Regions from separate parts of the Sus scrofa genome. Here region 1 is linked to region 2. Evidence: chromatin contacts called from public Hi-C data. All regions are on one chromosome and are shown on one strand. The core of a region is the stretch at or near the end of the contact, and the rest is flanking DNA. Distances in the headings are between cores, read along the strand shown.

Region 1 (7,159 bases), core at 1,778-4,277, 160 kb after region 2:
TTTTTTTTTTCTCTCTCTCTCCCTATCTCCCCATCTCCCTCTCCTCCTCTCTCTCCCTCTCCCTCTGTGTGTGTGTGTGTGTGTGTGTGTGTGTGTGTGTGGTCAGTGTGGTATGATGTTCCCCTCTCTGCAGTCCCAATAGAAAAACTACTTTAGAATTGAGAGCTCAGGACCTAAATGTGTGGTTGTCCTCTGCCAGGTCCCTCTTGATTCCGTCTTGGCTTCAGGGACCCTTGGATCCTGACTGGGCTGGGAGACTTGGGGATCTTAAATGACATATAAGAGAAGGAGGAGAGACACAGAGGTGGAGAGAGGCAGGCAGTGAAGGGGACTGTGGTTGGGATAAGGTCGTCTTAGGTCAATTCTGGTCAGTTTCTCTCTCAGACAGATGAGGAAACAGACCCCAGGATGCCCAAGTTCACACGCTTCCATCGCATCCATCCTTCTGATTCTCTTGTCTTCATGTCTTTCAAGAAGAACAGAGTTTAAGGAAAGAAAGGTCAACCACGTCCATGCTAAGGAAGCACAGGTCCTGACCTACATCTCGGTATTTATTTGTGAAGTTAACTAGTTTAGAGTCTCTTTCCCCTTTAAGTGTAGGCTTCATGAGAGCAGGCTTTTAGCTTCTTTATAGTTAATCTTAACACATGACCTAAATGCAGCAGGCATGGACCCCAGCCAACAACAATGTTGGGGTGAGGTGCCCACCTCCTCTAAGGCTAAGAGAGAATGTTCAGTCACTATCTTCCCATCCCACCATCCTTCCCATCCTGGAAACCAGGAGACCCCGAAAAGTTGTTTATTCCCTTCCCCAAGCCACCAGCACTTAAATACCACCTGTTACCCCAGAATGGCATTATCAAGTTTTGCCCTACCGCAAAGAATGAAGAAATGAGCTTAAAAATAGAAAAAAAAATAATACTGTTCGCAAAACCTCAGGGATGATATTATCATATAAAGTGGAGTAAGTCAGAAAGAGAATGACAAATACCATACGATATCACTTATAAGTGGAATCTAAAATATGGCACAAGTGAACCTATCTACAAAACAGAAACAGACTCACAGACAAGGAGAACAGATTTTGGTTGCCAAGGGGGATGGGGGAGGGAGTGGGATGGACTGAGAGGCTGGGGTTAGTAGATACAGATACAAACTATTACATTTAGAATGGATAAACAGCAACAGGTCCTACTCTATAGCTCAGGGAACTATGTCCAATCTCCTGGGATAGACCGTGATGGAAAAGAATACTAAAAAAGAATGTGTGTGTGTGTATAAAATGCACGTATGACCGAGTCACTTTGCTGTATAGCAGAAAGTGACACAACATTGTAAATCAAATACACGTTAATTTTAAAAACAATGAAGGCATGGGAGCAGAGTTATAAACACACAATCTTGCTCACACTGTTTTCACACAGATTGTGACCTATGAAATTTGAATCTAACATATAAATCACTCCAGACTAATGTTGCTTCCTTATACGGTGATCAATTCTTTGAGCCAGTGGAAGTGGAAGTCAGGACAGCCTTCCCGGAAGAGGAGTCACTTGGCTAACAGCATAACGGGAAAGGAATAGCAGGCTTATTGTGCTTCTTGCATCATTGAGTCTCTGACAACCTGTTTACCTGTACTGATGTCTGAGCCTAATGCTTCCCTGAGTGTTATTTGATTTTCACCTTTGACTGATTGCCAAGAACTAAGAAAGAAGATAGGCCATTTACGTTGATGAGACACTGTGTTCTCATACCTGTGTCACTACTTCACATTGGCTGTTCTAAAACTACCTGTTTGTGTCCCTAACTTCAACCTGAATAATGTCTAAGTCTTGGTCATTTTTGTGTCCTAAGCATATAGAGCTTTGAAAGCATGTGACAAGCCCGTATGTGAAAACATGGGCTTTTAGACAACCTGACATTCACCCACTTGGCCTTGAGTCAATGAACGGATGAATAGATGTGTTCATGCATTTCACTTAGCAGGTGCTTCCTGGAGAAAGTATGAACGCAAAGATGACTAACTATGATGGTAGAAATTTCATGCTGTGAGATAAGCTCCCAAGGAAATAAAGAAAGCAGATGACATAGCTGGGACTCACTGCAATTTATCAATGAGACACCCACTCATTCAGGCTATTGTTCAGAAGTCCAAGGGACTAACAGACTAGAGGGATGGAGGTCTCTCTTTCTGCAGAAGGTCTGAAGTGAGAAAGGATGAAGCAAGAAGGAAGCACACACACACAGCTTAAATGTCATGTGTTTCCATTGAGTTTAAGAATCTTTGTGATTTTTTTCACATAATTCATGGTTTCTCAGGCCAAGGAGACACAGGACATGGATCAGAGTCATGACAATGAGGTCATGTAATTTCCAGAGCCTCAATTTTCAGGTTTCTTCAGGAATGGGGTGGGGCTCACAGATGATACCAACTTCTGCTATAGGCCTTCTCCTTACCAGTTCTCAAACCCATTAAAAATCCCCTACTTATCAAAAAAGCAGGGAGCCATCTGCTCTGGTAAGTATCACATCACTGGTAGATAAGGAGTTTGGGGTCCACTTGGCCACCAGGCTGCTTTCCTTTCTTCACTCTCTTTACACCCATTGATCTTGGACTTGCAGCCTTTCCAGAGAGAGGGGCCATTCTTTGCTCTAGAATCTTTCTAACTTGCTGTCTATGGCAGGACACTCTGAGGGCAGGACAGCAATTGTCCTGAATTGATACCCCTTGATGCAACCATCACCATCTCCCCCATGTTCTGCCTCTCCTTCTGGAGCCCTCTTGTCAACAGAATCCTGATGGATCCTCATGGATGTGCAGTGATGATGGCTGAGGCCCAGCCGGGACTCCTGGTGTACTAACAATCCAGGAAGATGGTGTGGTCACCAATGAGTCACTTGAAAAAGTCATGCGGTGACCTGGTGGTCTTACTTCCAGCAACACAATTCCACCAACCTTTCTGATTCCCACTCTGTAGAAAGCACCGTGCTGGGTACCAGGGCTATAACTGCAACTGATACCCAGACTGTGCCCAAACTCTCCATCTGGTGAGGGGACAGAGTGGTGAGGAAACCAGCAATGGTGCTGGAGGCAATAGATTTGTGTGCAGGGGACAGAAGACCCCAGCAAAGGAAATGCTTCTATCTGGTTGAGGAGGTTGGTTAGGAAATTTCTAAGACAGGGGGTTATGTCTGAGCTGGGATTTAAAGGATGAGCAGTGGATGTAGAGAGAAAACAAGGGAATTTCTAGGCAGAGGAAACTGCATGGGTAAAGATCTGTCGATCTAGATTGTCAAAAGAATTTCAAGTATTTTAACATGTGGGCAGGTATGGAGACAAGTGCATTTTAGAGGAGATTAATAGCCTGTGGTTTTATGTGAGTTTCTGTAATGCTTGGGATTACTGATAACCCTGACTGAGTTGTTATTGAATTCCCATAGAATATGAACTCAAGGGAGGACTAACTGGAGTGTCCATGATGTTTTGCCAGCGCTCAAGGCAGGAGGGGCTCCTGCAGGTGGAACACAGGGGGCTCTTCCATTGGCTGCAGCTCCAGCCCCACCTCCTTTCCCAGCACTTAAACCTCCAGCCCCAATGACTCTCTAGTGGGCAGCAAGGGGACCTCCACACTCTCAGAGCAGCACACACAGCTGAAGGGACACTCAGAGGAGGGAACCCCAGAGGACGGTGGCCATGGACCTGATTCCAAGTTTTTCTGTGGAAACTTGGCTTCTCCTGGTTACCAGCCTGGTGCTCCTCTATCTGTGAGTAACTGTCCAGACCTGTCTCCTCCATAGCCTTGGGCTTGGGGTGCTAAATAGGTCCTCCTTTCCCTGTTTTTTTTTTAATTATTCAATGGATTTTATTACATTTATAGTTGTACAATGATCATCACCGCCCAATTTTATAGGATATCCATCCCAAACCCCCAGCCATCCCCCCACCCCCAACCTGTCTCCTTTGGAAACCATAAGTTTTTCAAAGTCTGTGAGTCAGTATCTGTTCTGCAAAGAAGTTCTTGCATCCTTTTTTTTTTTTTTTTTTTTTTTTTAGATTCCACATATGAGTGATAGCAAGTGATATTGGTGTCTCACTGTCTCACTATCTCTGTCTGTTTTGAAGATCAAAGTTAACTGAGAAAAAGTTGCTAGAGCTTTCAGTGGTACAGAATTTTTTTTCTCATTTCTACCTAGAATGAGAATCTCCAAATTATGGCAGAATCAAGTAACTCTTAACATTAGTTTTCTGGAAGAACACCAGCCTGAACTCAGGAGCACTCAAACTGGAAACATATATGAAATATTTGTTCTAGGATTGGGACCTTTTAGACTTCAGCTGCTTTTAGCTAATCATTATTACCTTTGATGGATCTCATAGTGGTGGGAAATGAGATGAAGAGTGAATGTAATTATTCCTTTTTGAGTTACTAATTGCTTATTGCCTACATGTTACCTCTGAGGTTGATGATTGCAGGTCTGAGTCACTGACTAGCCAGCCCCAGCACCTGTTCCTCAGTCCCTGTGACCTGGTTTTCTCTTTGATTTTGTAGATATGGGACTTATTCACATGGATTTTTTAAGAAGCTGGGGATTCCTGGGCCGACACCTGTGCCTTATTTTGGAAATATTCTGGCCTACCGTAAGGTATGTGTTATTTGAGCTCCCTCTTTGCTTCTTACAGTTGCCAATTCCAGCCAAGTTCCTCAGTAAAAGTTCCTCTCCTCAGGAAGAGGAAGTTCTGAGGTTTCACACTTTCCAGAAAGGGCACCATGGCCCTTGCGCAGCACATGGCCACATTTACCCCACAGATGCATTGTCAGCTGTTAGGAACCTCAGCTTTTCCCTCAGACAGCTCAGCTCTCTGGCTGATTCAGCACAGGACTTGAAGTTCCAACTTGTGATTTTTGTGAACAGGATTTTCTTTCTCCCAGATGCAGGTTCCCAGGCAGGGACAATCGCCTTTAGAAGAAGAGCATTACATGGGTGCCTGGTTTCATTAAGTTGTGTGCACTAGAGTCAAACGTTCCTGTTGGTAGCATAAACTATAGCCATAAGCATAAGAGTTCATACTTCATATCCTGATTCTCCCAACCGAGGCTCTCCTTGTCTCATTACTGCCTGAGAACTTCCTGAACTTCTTTCCCTCAGAAGCAATATTTTCCTTGTCACCCCTGCTTTCCAAATGAACTCTTTAGTAGATGTACCCCAAGACCTGCAGTTCTGGGACCTTCATTTTCATAGTTAAACCATCGAATATCACAGCAGAGGAGTTCCCATGTGGCTAAGCAGGTGAAAGAGCTGACATTGTTGTCTCTGTGAGGATGGGGGTTCGATCCCTGGCCTCGTTTAGTGGGTTAAGCATCTGGCATTACTACAAGCTGCAACATAGGTCACAGATGCCGCTTGGTACCTGAGTTGCCATGGCTATGGTGTAAGCTGTGGCTGCAGCTCAGATTTTGACCCCTAGTCCAGGAACTTCCGTATGCTGCAGGTGCAACTGTAAAAGGGAAAAAGAAAAAAATCACAGCAGAAACCTAGTGACAAGAAAATTCTTCTTAAGTTTCAGGAGTGAAAACTCAGAGCAAGTGCTTTAATCCTCGCTATCCTTTGTGGAGCTGTGGCATCTCCCCATCTTTTCCGTGTTGAGCTGGAAAACTCAAAATCAAGTCCACTTTGCCACTTATTCACTCGCTCACTTTCTCACTCAACACACATGCCTTAGCCTTACTTAAATCTGCTAGACTAAGACGTCGCTGGTCACTGATGGTTTAACTTTCTAATTCTTCTAGAATTCTAGAGAGGGCTCATGAGGTACGTAAAAAGGATGTTTAACTAGGAAATGAAGGTGTGTGCAGGAAAAATTATACTTTTTCTCAGCTTCAGTTTTTTCATGTGTCCGTGGAAAATTAACTCAGAGTTACGAGATTTGAGAGACAACACTTAACACAAGCAAAAACACTTCAGAAAAATAAGGATTTACTCAGTATTCACAGACAAGGGTAAGAATGACTTTAAACTCTGTTTAAAAAATCTTGCCTCTTTTATCTTCTTTCCCCTTGCCAGTGAAAAATAGTAAGCCTGATTTGATGTGATTCAAATCATTTTTGTCCCAATTAGATGTATGTAGGGATCAGTACATTTCAACTAACAGTCCAATTTTTTTCTTACAGGGGATTTGGGATTTTGACAATAAATGTTTCCAAAAGTATGGAAAAATATGGGGGTAAGTATTGTATTCTGGAACTTTCCATTGCATAGATTTGCTATGGTGAGTCGCCCCCTTGTGGTGGAGGACAATCTTAGCCCAGAGCTCCTGGGGATGAAACCTTCTATTGTAAAGCTTTGGAGGCTTGTTCCACCAGGGACCCTAGATGTCACCAGGTGCCCAGCTCCCCAGTCTGAATCAGGCCTGCCGAGCCACAGATCAGTACTTTGCTGCAGACTTGCATCACTTTATGCCCAGTATCTTGTTCCTCCTCTTTTGTCCATTTTTCCTTCCTTGAGGTGCCTTTAACTGCATAAAAATGCATTATTCCAGAACATTCTAACATGTGCTCATAAATGCATATTTTTTATCCTTTCCCATATGATTTACATTTTTTAACTTTTTTTTTTTTTTTTTTTTAGGGCCGCACCCATGGCCTATGGATGTTCCCATGTTGGGGGTTGAATCAGAGCTGCAGCTGCCAGCCTATGCCACAGCTACAGCAACCACAGCAACACCAGATCCCAGCTGCATCTGCGGTCTACACCACAGCTCATGGCAACACTGGATCCTTAACCCACTGAGCAAGGCCTGGGCTCGAACCCTCATCCACATGGATACTAGTTGGGTTTGTTACTGCTGGGCCGCCATGGAAACTCCCCACATGATTAACTTTTAATGAAAAGTCAATATTCTTTTAAATTTTGGATTTAATGTGTGCTTTTCAAAGAAGGACAAGTGGGTAAGGGAATAAGAAAAGGAAACCATTTCTGCTCAGCTTTAAGAAACTTCTCTGCACTTCAGTCGTCGTATTTTCTTTTTTTTTTTTTTTTTTGCTGTTTTTAGGGCTGCACCCACGGCATATGGAGGTTCCCAGGTTAGGGGCTGAATCATAGCTACAGCTGCTATCCTGTGCCATAGCCATAGCAACGCAGGATCCGAGCTGCATCTGTG
Region 2 (7,101 bases), core at 1,153-3,652:
GGCCAGGGATCAAGCCTGTGTCACAGCTGCAACCTGAGCCACAGTGGTGACAATGCAGGCTCCTTCACCTGCTGGGCCGCTGAGGAAACTTCAGAAACCAGAATTTTAACCCATTCGCTAGTGCAGCCTTGTTTCCCAAAGTGACCCTTTCTCGTGAAATGGCACATGTTGAATGCTGGCGTATCAGAACAGCAGCAGACTTACCAATGCTCCCTATTGGCATCTTTATAACACGTTTTGATCAGCAGCTGTTGGGAAGCCATTTACGCTTTACCGAGCCTCAGTTTCTCTTCTGTAAACTGGGGGTAGTAGCATAACCCTGTTTATAGGTACCCAGAGGAGGCACCCAAAGGGGGCAGAAACATCAAAATTCCAGGACTTCGTTTCCTACTTTTTCTGGGGATCATCTTTAGCTTCCTATCCCTGTCTTTGTGGGTTTTTCAACCTTGCAGCCCCGTCTCTCCTCGTTACTTCTCTGTAGGGCTCCATTTCCCTAGGGGTGTGTCCCACACTGGGCCTGGCTCTGTGTCTCACTCCCTCCACGGGAGGCTGCTCCCAAGGGAGGGGACTGTAGAGCTTATAGCCCGAAGCCCAGCACAGGACCTGCACCTGCGGGTCACCCACTTGGCCTTGAATCACTGCACAGATGAACAGATGTAGTCATGCATTTCCCTTATCAGGGACAGCTATGGCTTTTAGCTCCTGGAGAAAGTCTGAACCAAGAGATGGCAAATGATGATGACAGAAATTTCATGCTGCATGACACACTCCCAAGAAAATCAAAGAGGGCAAGTGACAGAGTCGGAACTCACTGCATGTTACCAATGAGCCATCCACCCACACAGGCCAGTGATGGGCAGCCCTGGGGACTTTCAGGCCAGAGGGAGAGAAAGAGTTAGCAGGAGAGTAGTATCGCTTTCTGCAGAAGGACTGAAAGTGAGAAAGGTGAAGAGAGAAGAAGGTACACAAACAGCTTAAATGTGTTATATTTCTGGTGAGTTTTAAGAACCTTTGAGGTTTTGTTTTTCACATAATCCATGGTTTCTCAGCCAAGAAGATACAGGGCATGGTTCAGGGTGCTGATAATGAGCCGATGTAATTTCTCAATGTTTAACCCTCATATCTCTCTCATCAGGAATTCAGCGGCGTGGGGGTGGGGCTCACAGGTGACATCAACTGCTACTATAGGCCTCTGCCTTATCAGCACCTCGTTACCCAATAAAAAATTCCTCACTTGCCAAAAAGCAGGAGGCCATCTGCTCTGACCCTGCCCCCCCTTTTCTCCGTAGAAAAACCTTCTGTGTACGTTTTGGAGTCCTGTGTGCTGTATGAACCATGTCACTGGTGGATAAGGAGAGAGGTGTCCACTTGGCCATTGGGCTGCCTTCCTCTTTTCAGTCTCCTTATACTCACTGATCTTGGATTGTGACTTTTCCAGGGAGAGGGGGCCATTTTTTGGTCTAGAATCTAACTTGCTAACTATTGCAGGACCCTCTGAGGGGTCAGCCTGAATTGCTACCCTTGGTGCAGCCATCACCATCTCCTCCACGTCCTGCCTCTCCCTCGGGGGCCTCCTGTCTACAGAATCCTGATGGATCGTCCTGACTGTGTAGAGAAAGTGGCCGAGGCCAAGCCAGGACCTCTTGTTGTATGAACAGCCCAGGAAGATGGCGTGGTCACTAAAGAGCCATAAGAAAAGGGGCCCCGCGGACTTACCCCATCAACACAAGTCCACCAACCTTTCTGGATGCCCACTCTGTAGAAAGCCCTGTGCTGGGCACCAGGGCAATAACTGTGACTAATACCCAGGCTGTGCCCAAGCTCTCCATCTGGTGAGGGGATGGAGGTGAGGAAACCAGCAGTGGTGCTGGAGGCAATGGACTTGTGTGCAGGGGACAGAAGACCCAGTGCAGGAAATGGTTCTCTCGGGTCAAGGAGGTTGGTTAGGAAGGACTCTGAACTCAGAAGGTTCTGTCAGAGCTGGGATTTGAAGGATAAGTAGGAACCTTATGGGGGTAACAAGGGCATTGCTGGGCAGAGGGAACCACAGGGGTAAAGATTTGTAGACCTAGCTCGTCTGAAAGATTTCAGGTATTTTGGACTTTATTTCTGTCAGTCATGGAGACAGGGCTGTTTAGGAAATTTAAGGTCAATGGCTTTATTTAAGTTTCGGTAACCTCATTGATGATATTGATTTGGTTGTTTATTGAATTCCTACAGAATATGAACTCTGGGGAGGACTAACTGGAGTGTCCATGAAGCTTTGCCAGCTCTCAAGGCAGGAGGGGCTCCAGCAGGTGGAGCACAGGGGGCTCTTCCATTGGCTGCAGCTCCAGCCCCACCTCCTTTCCCAGCACTTAAACCTCCAGCCCCAGTGACTCTCCAGTGGGCAGCAAGGGGACCTCTGCACTCTCAGAGGCAAAGAGCAGCACACACGGCTGAAGGGACGCTCAGAGGAGGGAACCCCAGAGGACGGTGGCCATGGACCTGATCCCAAGCTTTTCTGTGGAAACCTGGCTGCTTCTGGCTACCAGCCTGGTGCTCCTCTATCTGTGAGTAGCGGTCCAGGCTCATCTCCTCTGTAACCTTGGACTTGGTTACAGAGCAAATCTGCTCCCCTTTCCCTTCGCCATTTGAAGATCTAGGCAAGTGGAGGGGTAGCTGCTGAAGCTTTGGATGCTACAAAGACAAAGGGGTCCCCACTGATCTTAGCCAGGTCTGTCGAAGGGGTAACACCACCACCACCTCCACTCCATTCCTGCTACTGCAGTTAGAAGTGTTTGGCGATGTTATTTGCTCTTGGGGATGACCTTCTGATTGACTTTCGGTTTGCATGGACCTAGACTAACCAACCAGAATCCAGTAAAGCAGATTGAAAACAACTGGCCCCTGCGCCGTGGGGTACCCCCCCACTTTCCCACACCTGGGGATCCTGAGCAGGAAGAAGTAACCTAACTTGGGTTTTCGTTTCCTTTCAGCCTCTGGTTTCTGTATCTGCTGCAAGAGACCTGTAGAAAGATTGGCCCCTGTGTCACTCGTGGGTTCCTGCTCCCTCCCCTCCTTTCCCGGGGGTCACTTACATAAGGTGCCTGGTCCCCCAGACTTTGCGGAGGGCTGGAGACTCGCCCCTCTTGTCACACTCAGCCCTCTCCTGGCACTCTCTTTCTAAGACTCAGTCCCTCTGCCCTGCACTGTGCAGAACGTCTGCTCCAGAATGAGGAACCTTTAGCTCTGGGGAGACGTGGCAGAGACCTTGATGTCCTATTCGTTTCTCTCACCTTTCCCTCCGTCTCCGGAAGAGTTAGCGTCCGTGTATACACTTATTTCCCCTGTACTATGAAGTCTGCTAAGGCACAAGCCCCCCGTCCAATGTGGGTTCAAAGTGTTTTTTCTCTTTAAGTACAGCGCAGCAGGATGAATCTAAACCATCCAGCGGGAGAATCTCTTTCCATGGTGGGATTCCTGGTACCATGGCACTGGTCAGGAGAGGACTTACGTTCCAGTGGGTAGACATACCCCCTCCAAATCACATTGGACCTCAATTTCACTGTCACTGAGTATAGGAAATCATGATGATATGGACATGGTTAATATCAACCGTGTAGTTCCTTGAAAAAAAATACTAAGAGTTCAAGGTATTGCAGCAACCTTGATGATAGTGTAAAATTAATGGTTTAATTTCATTCTATTTAGTACCAGATTTCAAAAGTTGATATCAGTATTTCCAGCTCCTTTTTTTTTTTTTTTTTTTTTTTTTTTTTTTTTTGCTTTTTAGGGCTGCACCCATGGCACATGGATGCTCCCAGGCTAGGGGTCCAATCAGAGCTACAGCTGCCAGCCTACACCACAGCCACAGCAACACAGGATCTGAGCTGTGTCTGTGACCTACACCACAGCTCACGGCAATGCCAGATCCTTAGCCCACTGAGCGAGGCCAGGGATCAAACCTTGGAGTTCCTAGTCATATTTGTTTCTGCTGTGCCAGATGGGAACTCCAGCATTTTTTTTTCCCCTGAATGATGAAAGAGGGGTGTATTCAGAAGATGCAAAGGTATGTAAAAATAAATTCACCATTTAGGATAATGTCTGGAATATGAATCTATTGTACAGATATATACTTCTATGATATATATATTAAAATATACCTGCCAGCAGTTTATTTTAGTCTTCGGTGCAGGCGAGTAAGCGTGCCTGGGGGCCAGTGATGATGGGGAGGCATCCAGGGAGGGTCAGGATGGAGGCGAGAATATTCCTCATTCCTCAGAGCAGACCTCCCAGAGATGCTCATCTCACCTGGTCCCACAGGTCAGCAGGGTTGGCATCTCACCTGCTTGAAGCCTGACGATGGCAACATCCTCGAAGTCACACTGTGTGGTCTGGCACTGAGGCTGGAACGAGATGGTGTCAGCAGGCAAACACCACCATAGCCGCTGGTGCAGCCAAGAGTCAGTGGCTGCAGGCAGTGCTCTCCTGACGTCGACACGGTGTGAACACAATAAGAATGATTGGCTTTATGGTTGGGCCCTTCCTTTGTACTCAAAGCAGCTTTACTCTACCAAAAAATAGGAAGCTGGAAAAGGAACCCAAGAATTCAGCCAGCCCACCCTCGGCCTTGAAAGGAACCATGTGACTTTAGACATCAGACCAGATCTTTCCTTGGGGCCAGTTTTCTGTTACATTTGCTCAGTTGCTTGGCAAATTGCCCAGCCCCTCCCTCCCCCCTTTTTTGGTCAGTTGATGCCCACACCTCCACCAGCTGTTCTGGAGGAAAGGCAGAAACACCCAGCTGCGGTTGGCCAAGGTTCTTCTGTGGGCCCTTCCAACACCCGTCCTTCCATGTGATGTTGGGGTTTCTTTGATCATTTAAGATTGCTGTATTTTTCGTATGGAAAGTCTGAACCTGTACTACCTTAAAGACTAACCTCCAAAGAAGAAGAGCCAGGGTCCTAACCCAGCATTCTGGAACATTTTATGTCATAACACTGCTTCTTTCGGTATCCACAGGCTAATAATACCTGAAGTTTGGGGGGGGGGCATATCTTTTAGCTGAAATCACCTGTAGGGATATTGAGCCTTTATACAGAGCATCCCTTTCAGCCGTGCCGCCCTAATTGGCATCCACAGAGTTGGCCTTGGAGGATTAGCAGCTTCATGGCTGAAATGGTTTCTTCAGCCTCTCTTCTCCACTCTCATCTCCGAGTAACATCAGAGGGAGCAGGCTTGCAAAGATCCAGAACCTCGAATTGTGCGACATGGCACCCATAATACATGCAGGATGACCTGCAAGCCCTCGAGTCGTGGGAAGCAGCAGCCCTAATGGATTTTTGACATAGGTGACAACAGAGGCAGTACACTAATTGCTTTATGACTGATAAAGTTGAAAAAAAAAATGAGTGCGCCTGGTCTGTGCGTAGCAGGTGAATATCATGGGTTAGAGGGCCAGACGCCATGCAGGGGGAATGGTCTAGAAATGGATCCTTTTTTTTTTTTTTTTTTTTTTGTCTTTTGTCTTTTTGCTTCTGTTGTTGTTGTTGCTATTTCTTGGGCCGCTCCTTCGGCATATGGAGGTTCCCAGGCTAGGGGTTGAATCGGAGCTGTAGCCACCGGGCTACACCAGAGCCACAGCAACGCGGGATCCGAGCCGCGTCTGCAACCTACACCACAGCTCACGGCAACGCCAGATCGTTAACCCACTGAGCAAGGGCAGGGACCGAACCCGCAAACTCATGGTTCCTAGTCGGATTCGTTAACCACTGCGCCACGACGGGAACTCCTAGAAATGGATCCTTTCATCATGGGTTCCTTTGTACAGTTTCATTCAGGGAACATAGGGGCACTCACCCTTCTCTGCAGCTCACGTCAACCAAATTGCCTGAGGACAGAGACTCGGGTGTAGCTGAAAGGTGCTCACATTTCTGCAGCGACAGCAGAAGTCTTAAACACAGTTTTCATTCTGCAGATAAGAACCCTGTGGTTGCTCCAAGGCCTGCTTATGAAGGTAGAGTTAGAAAGAATCAGATCCTAAAAGGAGGGCAGGTCACAGAGGGAAGGAAAAGCAGAAAAGTCTCCAAACAAACTGTAAGAACAATGTCATGGGAGACTCTCAGTTATTGAGTGGATGCAGTTAACCAAACTCTTATGTTCTGGACAGAAAAAAAAAAAGTTTCCCCTGTGTACCTAGAATGAGAATTTCCCAATCTCATTGGAAAAGTCAACCTAATAAATAAGAGTGAAGTTTTTGGAGGAATTACAGCCTGAACCTCTCAGGAGCACTCACACTGGGAACATCTATCAAGTCCTCACTCTAGGACTGGGGTCCTGAAGACTTCAGCTGCTTTTAGCTAATCATCATTCTTTTTGGGTCTCGCAGTGGTGGTGAGAAAGGAGATGACGAGTGAATGTAATTATTGCTTTTGGAGCTGCTGTCATTATTTATCACCTACGCACGTCTCCCCAGTTTGACGGTGGCAAGTTCTGAGTCCCCCAGCCCCTATTCCACAGTCCTGTGACCCGGTTTTCTTTTTTTTTGCTTTATAGATATGGGACCTATTCACACGGACTTTTTAAGAAGCTGGGGATTCCCGGGCCGAAACCTCTGCCTTATTTTGGAAGTGTTCTAGAATACCGTAAGGTGTGTGTTGTCTTTCGCGTCTCATGGTTGCCAGTCCCAGCTGAGTTCCACGGTAATACTGCCCCATCCCAGGAGGAAGATCTGAGGTTTCACCGTTTCTAGAAAGAGCATCATAGGCCCTACTTAGCACACGGCCACATTTGCCCCATGGCTCCATTGTCAGCTGTCAGGGGCCCCAGGCAGACAGCCCAGCTCTCTGGCCAATTCAGCCCAAGACCTGAAGTTCCAGTTTGTAAGCACTGAGGAAGATCTTCTTTCTGCCAGACGCAGATTCGCAGGAAGGCACCACCTGACTTGTTATTAGGAGAGAAGCATGAAGGGAGGGCCTGGTCACGGCTCATCCAGTGGTGCCCAAGAGTCAGACTTTCTGGGTCACAGCATGAGCTCCGGGTGTGCTTATTTTTTTCTTCCTCCCTTATTGCTTGAAGGATTCAGTTTCTAGGGCAGCCCAAATATTCACTCTTGGGTAA

What was found. A called contact is a pair of places that touch in the nucleus more often than the background predicts.
Region 1: a Hi-C map of liver shows a contact between it and region 2, with 2.9 times the contacts expected there. The contact joins the promoter of LOC110259856 here to the promoter of CYP3A22 in region 2. A contact is called at or near these places in 1 of 5 promoter capture datasets (liver), 7 of 47 Hi-C or Micro-C datasets (differentiating spermatogonia, embryonic fibroblasts, fetal liver and 3 more) and 1 of 2 datasets of contacts at active chromatin or transcription factors (alveolar macrophages).

What each region holds. Positions count from the first base shown.
Region 1 is chr3:6,786,701-6,793,859 of Sscrofa11.1, forward strand. LOC110259856 (cytochrome P450 3A29-like) reads left to right here and starts at 3,028. Exons shown (of 13, transcript XM_021086162.1): 1 at 3,028-3,765; 2 at 4,551-4,644; 3 at 6,171-6,223. The coding sequence starts at 3,695.
Region 2 is chr3:6,624,458-6,631,558 of Sscrofa11.1, forward strand. It overlaps CYP3A22 (cytochrome P450, subfamily IIIA, polypeptide 22), which reads left to right and starts at 2,403. Exons shown (of 14, transcript NM_001195509.1): 1 at 2,403-2,552; 2 at 6,538-6,631. The coding sequence starts at 2,482.